3 separate regions of the Pan troglodytes genome follow, and all the other regions are linked to region 3. A link is a contact called in public Hi-C data. All regions are on one chromosome and are shown on one strand. The core of a region is the stretch at or near the end of the contact, and the rest is flanking DNA. Distances in the headings are between cores, read along the strand shown. Region 1 has its middle 19 kb from the start of RCBTB1. Region 2 holds the start of RCBTB1 (RCC1 and BTB domain containing protein 1). Region 3 holds the start of SETDB2 (SET domain bifurcated histone lysine methyltransferase 2).

The links. Hi-C and Micro-C count contacts between places; a contact is called where the count stands out from the background.
Region 1: a contact with region 3 is called in a Hi-C map of stem cell-derived neural progenitor cells, with 4 times the contacts expected there. The contact joins the enhancer-like site here to the promoter of SETDB2 in region 3. A contact is called at or near these places in 1 of 7 Hi-C or Micro-C datasets (stem cell-derived neural progenitor cells) and 1 of 1 datasets of contacts at active chromatin or transcription factors (stem cell-derived excitatory neurons).
Region 2: a contact with region 3 is called in a Hi-C map of stem cell-derived neural progenitor cells, with 2.1 times the contacts expected there. The contact joins the promoter of RCBTB1 here to the promoter of SETDB2 in region 3. A contact is called at or near these places in 1 of 7 Hi-C or Micro-C datasets (stem cell-derived neural progenitor cells) and 1 of 1 datasets of contacts at active chromatin or transcription factors (stem cell-derived excitatory neurons).

The regions. Positions count from the first base shown.
Region 1 is chr14:55,199,608-55,202,902 of NHGRI_mPanTro3-v2.0_pri, forward strand. No RefSeq gene overlaps it. Among named protein-coding and RNA genes, the nearest start is that of RCBTB1, 19 kb to the left of the region's middle. Within about 2 kb of position 1,779, at least 3 of the 24 cell types and tissues checked have an H3K27ac peak or open chromatin away from gene starts, as enhancers often do. A contact at or near this core is called in stem cell-derived neural progenitor cells, where this site is marked.
Region 2 is chr14:55,180,908-55,184,109 of NHGRI_mPanTro3-v2.0_pri, forward strand. It overlaps RCBTB1 (RCC1 and BTB domain containing protein 1), which reads right to left and starts at 1,738. Exons shown (of 13, transcript XM_063792549.1): 1 at 1,487-1,738.
Region 3 is chr14:55,037,500-55,040,787 of NHGRI_mPanTro3-v2.0_pri, forward strand. SETDB2 (SET domain bifurcated histone lysine methyltransferase 2) reads left to right here and starts at 1,837. Exons shown (of 15, transcript XM_054664944.2): 1 at 1,837-2,013. CAB39L (calcium binding protein 39 like) reads right to left here and starts at 2,001. Exons shown (of 11, transcript XM_001154198.5): 1 at 1,865-2,001.

The DNA.
Region 1 (3,295 bases), core at 529-3,028, 160 kb after region 3:
CCAGGCTTCAGCAATCCTCCTATCTCAGCTTCCCTGGTAGCTAGGACTATAAGTGCATGCCACTGTGCCTAGCTAATTTTTTTATTTTTTGTAAAGACGGAGTTTCACCATGTTGCATAGGCTGGTCTCTAACTCCTAAGCTCAAACCATCTGCCCACCTGGGTCTCCCAAAGTGCTGAGATTACAGGTGTGAGCCACCATGCCTGGAAAGAAACTGAAATTTTGATAGGCTGAGTACCATACCTAATACCTCACAGTTAATAAATGGCAGAACTCAAACTCAAACCTAGGCAGTCCAACTCCAGAAACCATATTCTTTAAAAAGCTACTGTAACATGACTGATATTCCTTTTACTGAAGAAGAATATTTAAGCCTTTTTTAGTTGTAAGAGGGGTATGATAATTATGGAACTTTAAGTAAATACAAACCCATCATTTTGGAGAAGATGATACTGAGATTTAGAGGCGGAATGTTCTACTGAAGGTTAAATCATTGCTGCCTATGTACCATATGATGTAAAGTAACATTTTTTAAAGAGAACGCAATCTTGGCCGAGCGCAGTGGGCCTGTAATCCCAGCACTTTGAGAGGCCGAGGTGGGCGGACCACTTGAGGTCAGGAGTTCAAGACCAGCCTGGCCAATATGGTGAAACCCCGTCTCTACTAAAAATACAAAAATTAGGCCAGGCACGGTGGCTCACACCTGTAATCCCAGCACTTTGGAAGGTCAAGGCAGGTGGATCACCTGAGGTCAGGAGTTCAAGACCGGCCTGGCCAACATGGAGAAACCCCGTCTCTACTAAAAATACAAAAAAAAAATTAGCCAGGTGTGGTGGCACATGCCTGTAATCCCGGCTACTTGGGAGGCTGAGGCAGGAGAATCACTTGAACCTGGGAGGCGGAGGTTGCAGTGAGCCAAGATCATGCCATTGCACTCCAGCCTGGGCAACAAGAGTGAAACTCCGTCTCAAAAAAAAAAAATTAGCCAGGCGTGGTGGTGGGCTCCTGTAATACCAGCTACTCGGGAGGCTGAGACAGGAAAATCACTTGAAACCAGGAGGTAGAGGCTTCAGTGAGCCGAGATCACACCACTGCACTCCAGCCTGGGGGACAGAGCAAGACTCTGTCTCAAAAATAAAAATAAAAAAAAAGAAAATACAATCTTCACAACTTAATAACTTATGTTATTCTTTCTAAAAATTAATTTCCTAAACCATGTAGTTTAATGTGATTTAATGTAGTTAAATACTAGCATTAAAACTTGTTTCTTGAAGGGCGCAGTGGCTCACACCTGTAATCCCAGCATTTTGGGAGGCTGAGGAGGGCAGATCGCCTGAAGTCAGGAGTTCGAGACCAGCCTGGCTAACATGGCGAAAACCCATCTCTAGTTAAAATACAAAAATTAGCTGGGTTTGGTGGTGCATGCCTGTAATCCCAGCTGCTCGGGAGGCTGAGGCACGAGAATTGCTTGAGCCCAGGAGATGGAGGTTGTAGTGAGCCGATATCGCACCACTGCACTCCAGCCTGGGCTACAGAGACTCTGTCAAAAAAAAAGAAAAGAAAAGAAAAGAAAAGCAGAAACTTGTTTCTTGATGAAGTTTGTTTTCCTGGGATCACACACAGATCTCCCACGGTGGTCCTTCTTGTTCTTTCTCCTTCTGCAAAGACCCTGGAAACCGCTTGTTGAAGATGGCGGGGCCACAGAATGAAAGGAGCCTTGGTCCCTGAGTCACGGCTTGGAGGAAAGCTTTATGGCGTTTAGGAACACTATTGTTTGTTGGTCCTGAAGAGGAAGTACTTCACAGAGCAAGCCTGCCACCATGTGGCACGGGCCCAAACCTAGCATCAGTTAAAGGTTCATTCTCATTTACTTTGTTGCCTCTGGTTCACTTACTAACCAATCTAGATTTAATGCTGTCTAATAAGAAATTAATACCCAGGTGTATTCTATAAGTTTAAGTAGTTTTTAATTTCAAGATACATTTCTTCAATTCTGAAATTATTGCAATATTTCCAAACTGGCTACAGGAGTGACCACAACATTTATAATATGATCCAGGCACATTCACAAGAGGACTACTTCAGTGCATCACAAACATGGAAACAAACTCAGCAATTTGTAGGATTTATCTCAGTTCACTCAAAAGTTGGTCAATGAACCAGATTAGAAGGCAGAATTCCGGCCAGGTGTGGTGGGTCATGCCTGTAATCACAGTGCTTTGGGAAGGTGAGGTGGGAGGATTGCTTGAGCCCAGGAATTTGAGACCAGCCTGGGCAACAGGGTGAGACCTTGTCGCTATAAAAAATAAAAAAATAAGAGGCAGAATTCCTTGGAATGGAAACAGGTAGTGTGAAGGACTGCCAAAAATGGATGAAAAACCCTCATGGAAGGAGAGTCAGAACTTAACAGTTTCCTAGAGTTTTAACACCGTATAAGCTCACTATGTTCTAGCATGCCAGGCTGACGTTTCCCAGAACTCTCTCTACATTTATCAAGACAGGAATGACATCGGAAGTTGTTTGCAAGACTATAGGTCTAGCAGGTGGCTAAGAGGAAGTCTGGTATTGCTGCTGCGTCTATTTTTATGTATTTATTCATTTATTTTTTAAGACGAAGTCTCACTCTGTTGCCCAGCCAGGAGTGCAGTGGTGCAATCTCAGCTCACTGCAACCTCCACCTCCTGGGTTCAAGCAATTCTCCCACCTCAGCCTCCTGACCACCTCCCAGGTTCAAGCAATTCTCCTGCCTCACCCTCCCGAGTAGCTGAGATTACAGGTGTGTGCCACCATGCCTGGCTAATTTTGTATTTTTAATAGAGGGGTTTTACCATGTTGGCCAGGTTGGTGTTGAACTCTTGGCCTCAAGAGATCTGCCCACCTCAGCCTCCCAAAGAGCTGGGATTACAGGCATAAGCCACTGTGCCTGGCCTTGGTATAGCTGCTGCTTCTAACACTTGCTTCTAATGATTGGTGGGTGGAGGCAGCAGTACTCATATTCTGATACAGTTATTAAATGTTCCTTTTTTTCTTTGGTCCTGTTACTACTTCTTTCTTTTTCTACCACTGCAAACTCTGAAATATCTATTACATGTAAAATGTCAACTATAACTCACCTGATTTCACTGTAGAAAGCAATTAAAAGGGAAAAATTGTATTTACTTGAGGGTGAAAAAAAAACCCCACATCATCCTTTTCTTTATGTTCCTTTTTTACACTGATATATAAACTTGTTATTTCCACCTAACTAAATTGATTCATTTAATCCAGTGACTGTGGTTAAATTGAAAAAAGGTTT
Region 2 (3,202 bases), core at 488-2,987, 140 kb after region 3:
CGGGTAGAAGAAAAAGGACCCGTCTAGAGTATTAATAAATAGACTGATATTCACACAATGGATTAAATGGATTAAAGTCCATCCCACAGATGAACTGTTATATTAATAGAATCCAAATATACAGTTACATCCTCGACCCTGAAAGCAGTTTAAACGGGTGAAATTCACCCAGTGCTCACTTGAAATGAGTACTCTAAAGTTTAAAGCACCTATAAACTGCCCTCAGGATTCAATCATTTTTCCATTCCTTCCGGCATTATATACTTTGATGTTTTAATGTTATTAGCCCACAATACACACCAGTTTCAGAAACTCAGTTTTTGTCCTCTAAGGGCTTTTAGTCCTCCCAAAAAAAGAATAGGGCAAAAGCAAGGAGGATCATGAATCTGGTTTTCTAAAAGCATTATTACAAGACTGCTTTATAAAATTGTAATCCCCAGCTGCAGAGTTCCGCAGATGGCTTGAAAGTGTCTTACATGCAAATAAATAAAAACAAAAGGCCACTTATGCGAGCAGAACACAGCGTGCTCGATAGTCATCTTAAACCGAGCAGGTAGGTACTTTATCAGAGGCAGACAAGGGAAACGTCACTTATTTAGAGTTCACCGCACGCCTGGATAAAGGTCCTCACTAACAAAATCCCTGCCTTTGTGGATTCTGTGTCGGAAAGGGAAACGATAAAGAATACGGTTTGTGACAGCACTACTCTCAGGAGACGAAGGAGAGATGCTAAGATCTTGGAAAGGAGAGAGAGCAGGAAGAGTCGGAGGGGAGATCTCTCAGTAAAACGGCACCCACAGCAGTCAGACTTCAGCTACGAGCAAAATCGAGTCCGTGCACCTCAAAAAAGAGAGGGAGGCAGGGAAAACTTTCCCTCGCCTCTCCCCATCCTTCCCTCCTCCTCGCAGGAGAGCACATTAGCTGAGGTGCTGGCGGGGCCGGGCCGGGGACCCCATCCCTCGCCCCGGACGCAGCGCCCGCAGGGACTGCCCGGGAGCCCGAGCGAGGGAGGCGGGAGGTACAGGAGTAACTGGGCACACCCGGCCCGGCCTGCGGGGAAGGGAAGCAGGGGCAGGGCCGAGGGGGAAGAGGCCTCCGCGAGCTCGACCCCGCGCCCACACGCTACCTGCGAGGTTAGCTGCTGCCGCGCCGTCCCGCGGGACCGCAGGGATCTCCGAAGCTCCGATGGGCGCAGAAGTGCGAGCGAGCGGCGGTGCCCACAGGCAGCGAAGAAGAGGAGCGCCAGAGCGCCGGGCCCGCCGGGTCACGTGGCCCCGGCCGCCTCACGTGACCCGGTGCAGCGCGCGCCCGGGACGCTACCCAGCCGAGCATCCCGCACCGCCCCGGCCCCGGCCCCGGCCGAAACCCTGCTCTTCGGGCCCTAGAACCCGACTTCTTTAGAAGCCTATTGGCCGTCTGAGGCCCGCCCCGAGGCCCTGCCACTGGAATGTCCCCATGAAATCCGGTGGCTGCTGCCGGGACTTACAGGCTTTTGTGTCTGAGGAACCAGGAACGCGCGAGGCACGGGCTCCTGCTCTGCTCCCCGAGATGGCTTGGCTGTGGGGAGGGTCGGCCTACTACCGCAGAGACCTAGGACGGAAAAGCGACCGAGAAACTTGGCTCCCTGCCCACTCTAGAGCGCGTCTGGCCCCGGGGCACCACCCAGGTGGTGCTGCCTGGGAGGAAAGGCAGCGGAGCTGGGACTAGTTTGTTTTTACTGGAGACGCGCCTCCCTCCCTCCCCGCCCCTCACTTCCTGATTGAAAGTACCTGAGGCAGGCCAGGGACTAGGGAAGGTGGCAGCTGGACAAAGGTATGAAGGAAGGACGAGATGAGGCACAGGTCCTGGTATTGGAAAGAGGCAGAGGTACCTCGGAAGCATGCCATAGAGGTTAGACCGGACCTAAGAGGGCATCTGGTCCAACCGGATTCGTGTTACCAGCGAGTAAACTGAGGCCAGGAGAGGGACTGCTACGAGGTGCTCCAGCCTATCACCTATAAAGACTACAGTCCCTTTGTAAAATACCATACAGCTCTCGGAGAACTCCCAGTTGGCGCTGCAGGATAAAATCCAAACTTGTTGGCATAGCATTCCAGCCACTTGTTCACTTACCTTTCCCATTTGAGCTCCTAGGAATAAACAGAAAAACATTTCATTTTCTAAATATCACCAGATAACTTCACTTTTGGTAACTTGAATTATTAAAAAAGTCCTACCGTCCCTCATCTCTTGCCACTTCCCCAACATTACTCGAGGCTCTGGCTACAAATAATTTGTTTTCCTTGACTACTCAACTTTCTTTGGATTATTTACTTTTTCTCTAAGTTTCTTTACTCCTTTTTGCTTTGTTCATTCTTTTGTCTGTATCTGAAATGTCCTGAATCACCACCTCCCCCACTTAAAGAAAACCAGGGCCAATGATTAAAAAAAAAAAAAGGTATTAAGAAACTAATGCAATAAGAGAATTGAGCTTAGTTCTGTATCTATTCTGAGGTCTCGCTCCTGTTGCACTAGTTCCTGAATAAAATGTTTTTACCACTTCAACTACTGTTTGGCTCTGGTTTTCTTCAACAGCCTCCAAAGTACACATCAGTTTCCTACTCATCTTTCAAAATCCAGGTCAAATACCGCCTACTCTTGTCTTCCCAGCATCCTCTTCCCTGATTTTTTAGCAATTGAAGTTCATCGAGACAGTGTCAGCTGCAACTTCCCTGATTTCCAGAATACTATATATATTCTGATACACCTCACACTGCCCAGAAATAGACTGCGCATTTGCTGTAAAAGGTGAATTGTCTATTGCTGTCTTCTCCCTTAGATTATAAACTCTTTGAAACAGGATTCTTCTGGGTTTAGAACAGCGCCTGGCATGTGATAGACCCTTAATACTCACTGAATGAAGTGGCTTGCCCAAAGTAGTGGCAGTTGAGTGAATTTACTAGAAGAGGCCTGTTTTGCTCAAAGAAATTAAAATCAGTTTCTTTTGGTTGCAACCCGATCAAAAGAACTTGTGTAAACATGTCTGAGAGAAAAACGAGGGCATGGGGTGTGAGTAATCAAATATGTCCTGAGCCCTCACTGCTTATGTGTCAGATGCCATACTTGGAGCATCTTGGAGGATTAAAAGCTGAATGAGACATGGTTGCTGATAAGGAATGTGTAGTCTGGTTCATTATTCCAGTACAGGGTGAAAAGTATTATG
Region 3 (3,288 bases), core at 587-3,086:
CCTTAAACGTACTTTAGCTACCAAATCAACACCACTTTATTGATACCTGAATTCTTGCAACTTAGGTTTTATAAGGTTCTGCAATAAAAAAAGGAATTAAAAATTTGTTTTATATTTATTTTGAGTTGGGATCTCACTCTACAGTAGCCCAGGCTGAGTGCAGTGGTTGGCTCCCTGCAGCCTAAAACTCGCATCTCCGCCTCCTCAGTAGCTAGGACTACAGGCACATGCCACCACACCCAACTATTTTTTGGCTTTTTTTGTAGAGACATGGGTCTCGCTGTTCTTCAGGCTGGTCTCGAACCCCTGGCCTTAAGGAATCCTCCCTCCTTAGACTCCTAAAGCACTGGGATTTACAGACATTAAGCCATGGATCCCTGCCCAAAATTAATTTCAAATTCATCAATTAGGCCCAGTGCGGTGGCTCACACCTGTAATCCCAGCACTTTGGGAGGTGGAGGTGGGCAGATCATCTAAAGTCAGGAGTTCAAGACCAGCCTGGCCAACATGGTGAAACCCCATCTCTACTAAAAATACAAAAATTAGCTGGGCGTGGTGGCCGGTGTCTGTAGTCCCAGCTACTCAGGAGGCTGAGGCAGGAGAATCGCTTGAACCAGGGAGGCAGAGTTGCAGTGAGCCGAGATTGCACCATTGCACTCCAGCATAGGCGACAAGAGACTCCACCTCAAAAAAAACAAACAAACATCAATTATTTTGCTGTTTGTTTTGTTTTTTGGTATTCCTGATGCGAGATGTCTTTATCATGTATTGTTGATTAGGTTGTTCATCAGTTAATCTTGAATAACTGAAATCTAAGCTGAAGGCAATAATACATCGGCTTTCTTTTCATGCAAGTCAAACTGCTAAAATCTACCACAAAATATTAGCCTTTCATCAGCTTGGTCTTCAGATCCAATACATTTTCCCCTCAAATGAAAGACAATGCAATGCCATCCACAACAATGCTAAAAAAAAAAAAAAAAAAGGAGGAGGGAAACAAGGTTAAGTCCTGTCTTCTTCCTCCTACCCCAAAAAGAGCTCAGAAATTAAGGTGCTTTCCCTAACAAAGCCTCCTCCTGCTCCATGAAGTGACCAAGCATGTCATGGCAGACCCAGAGATTTATAATCTTCAACATATCATTATCGGGGAAATCAAGATTTGACAAAATTCTTCCTTCACGCCCCGTTTCTGCAAGACCACCACTTTCTAGCTTAAAATAAAGAAAAAAAAAAAAGACAGCTGCAGGAATGCTTGGCTGCCCGCTAATGTACAATTTTGCCCAAACGCAGAACTTGACGCCCACTATTACCAAAGGATGGCCTTAGTAAAGTAACCCCCGCGAAGAGCAAACTGTTTAGCAGCCGCTCCCTCGAAAAGGACGGAAGAGGAGGTCTCTTCTGAACCTGAGGATAGTAGAGAGGCACTCCCCTTCCACTACTAGCTTTGCTCCTTTCTCAATCAGGCAGTTCATCAGCTAGCCTCCTTTGTCAAAGGGGGTTCATGGTCAGAATCTTTGCGAGACAAAGATTACTAAAAGAGCTCCCCGGAACCAATGTTAAGGCATCAAAGACCCCGCCCAGCCCCCACAATGATCAACAAACCAAAACCTGGGATCCCTACTATTACCACTACCACAACCATCACCACCACCACCACCACCATTCCTCGCTCTCTCTAGCCAGGGATGAGACTCAGGCCCAGGAAACCCATCCTTTCCGCAAGTGGGAAGGCGCTGGGTCTCCTCCCTTAAGCCTCTCCTTTACCCCAATGTTCTCTCCGGACCCCTCCACTACGGCCATGTAAGTTTTCAACCCCCAAGAAGCCCAGTCCCAGCCACACACAAGATGGCAGCCCCACACCTACCGGAGGAAACAGCTGCGCCACCACTCCAGTGATGCCGGCCTCTCGACTACGAGTAACTCCATTGGCTCAGCTAGAGTGCGCGAGACAAGCCGAGAGCGCTAGCAGTCAATCGGGAGGCGGCGCGTTCGGGCGCCACTGCGGTGCCAGCGGTAAGTGAGCCGAGTCTCTGAGGCGTGAACCAGTAGGGAGTGCGACCAATCAATGGGCTCCCGGCTGGGTGGTGGGACGGCCGGCGTCCGACTCCTCCCATGTAGTGATCGGTTTAGGTAGGTCGGCCTGGTCCCCGGCGGAGGTTACGCCTTCCCTCATCCCCGGTAGAGGCGGGGCGGGACTGTTGTGGTTGAGATGAAGGCTAGTAAATGGTGAAGTACTTCCCGGCCAGAGGGCACCTGCGCTCGGGAGGTTTGGGCGGCTTGGCGTCGGAGGAGAGCCCCACCCGCGGAGGAACCCAGCCTTGCCAACGGAGCTGGCGGAGCTCACTCCTCAGGTCAGGCGGGCGGCATAGAAAACGCAGCGGAGCCAGGTGAAACCAAGGCACCGCCGTGGCTGGCCCCCGACAGTTCCTCTAGCCGGGAGGTCGGAGGAGCTGAAAACGCCGCGGAGCCCTCGGCCGCCCGAGCAGGGGCTGGACCCCAGCCCTTGCAGCCTCCCTTCTCCTGGCACCCAAGTGCAGTCCTGGCTGCAGAAGGGGCCGCGGGCGCACTGAGTTTCCAACCTCCATTTCAGCCTGTCTGTCTCAGGGTGCAGCCTTAATGAGAGGTGATTCCCAAGCTGCTGGGAACCTGAGGCTGTCAAAGGGGCGGCAGGAAATGGACAGCAGTATAAAACCCAGAAGCAGAACTTGAAGGTTAAACCACTAGCCCATTTCACAGGTAAGATTACACGAGCCCTTAAATACAGCAAGTTCAGTCATTCATCCAAGATCACGGAGTTCAGATTAGATAGTAACACTTCTGACTCGCTATCAGCCACAGCCCAATAAGTAATTAAGTAAGGAAAGATGTGTAATTAACTGTGCTCTTTGGCATGTGGAAACCTGCAGTGAGCTCTGTAAATACTAACACATGAGGCCAAGGAGAGGAGTAAATTTGAAGAGGTCAAATGGAGTAACCAAAGCATAGGCTCTGAAACCATGCTGCCTGGTTCCTTATTTTGTGTCTGCCACTTACGGTATGACATGCCTTAGCTTCCTCATCAGCAAACGAGCTGCTAATTTAACCCACATGACTGTTAGGGGGATTAAATAAGAACACGTGAAGTAGTTAGAAGCGTGACTAACCCGTGGTTCTTAAGCGTGACTTAACCCGTGGTTCTGTCGTTACAATTAAAACGTAAGGAGCCGAGAGGAAATGGTAAACGTGTTTTTAAAGCCTGTTTTTAGAAACGAAAAGGAACCATACATTGAAGCAAAGCAGACTGGCTTA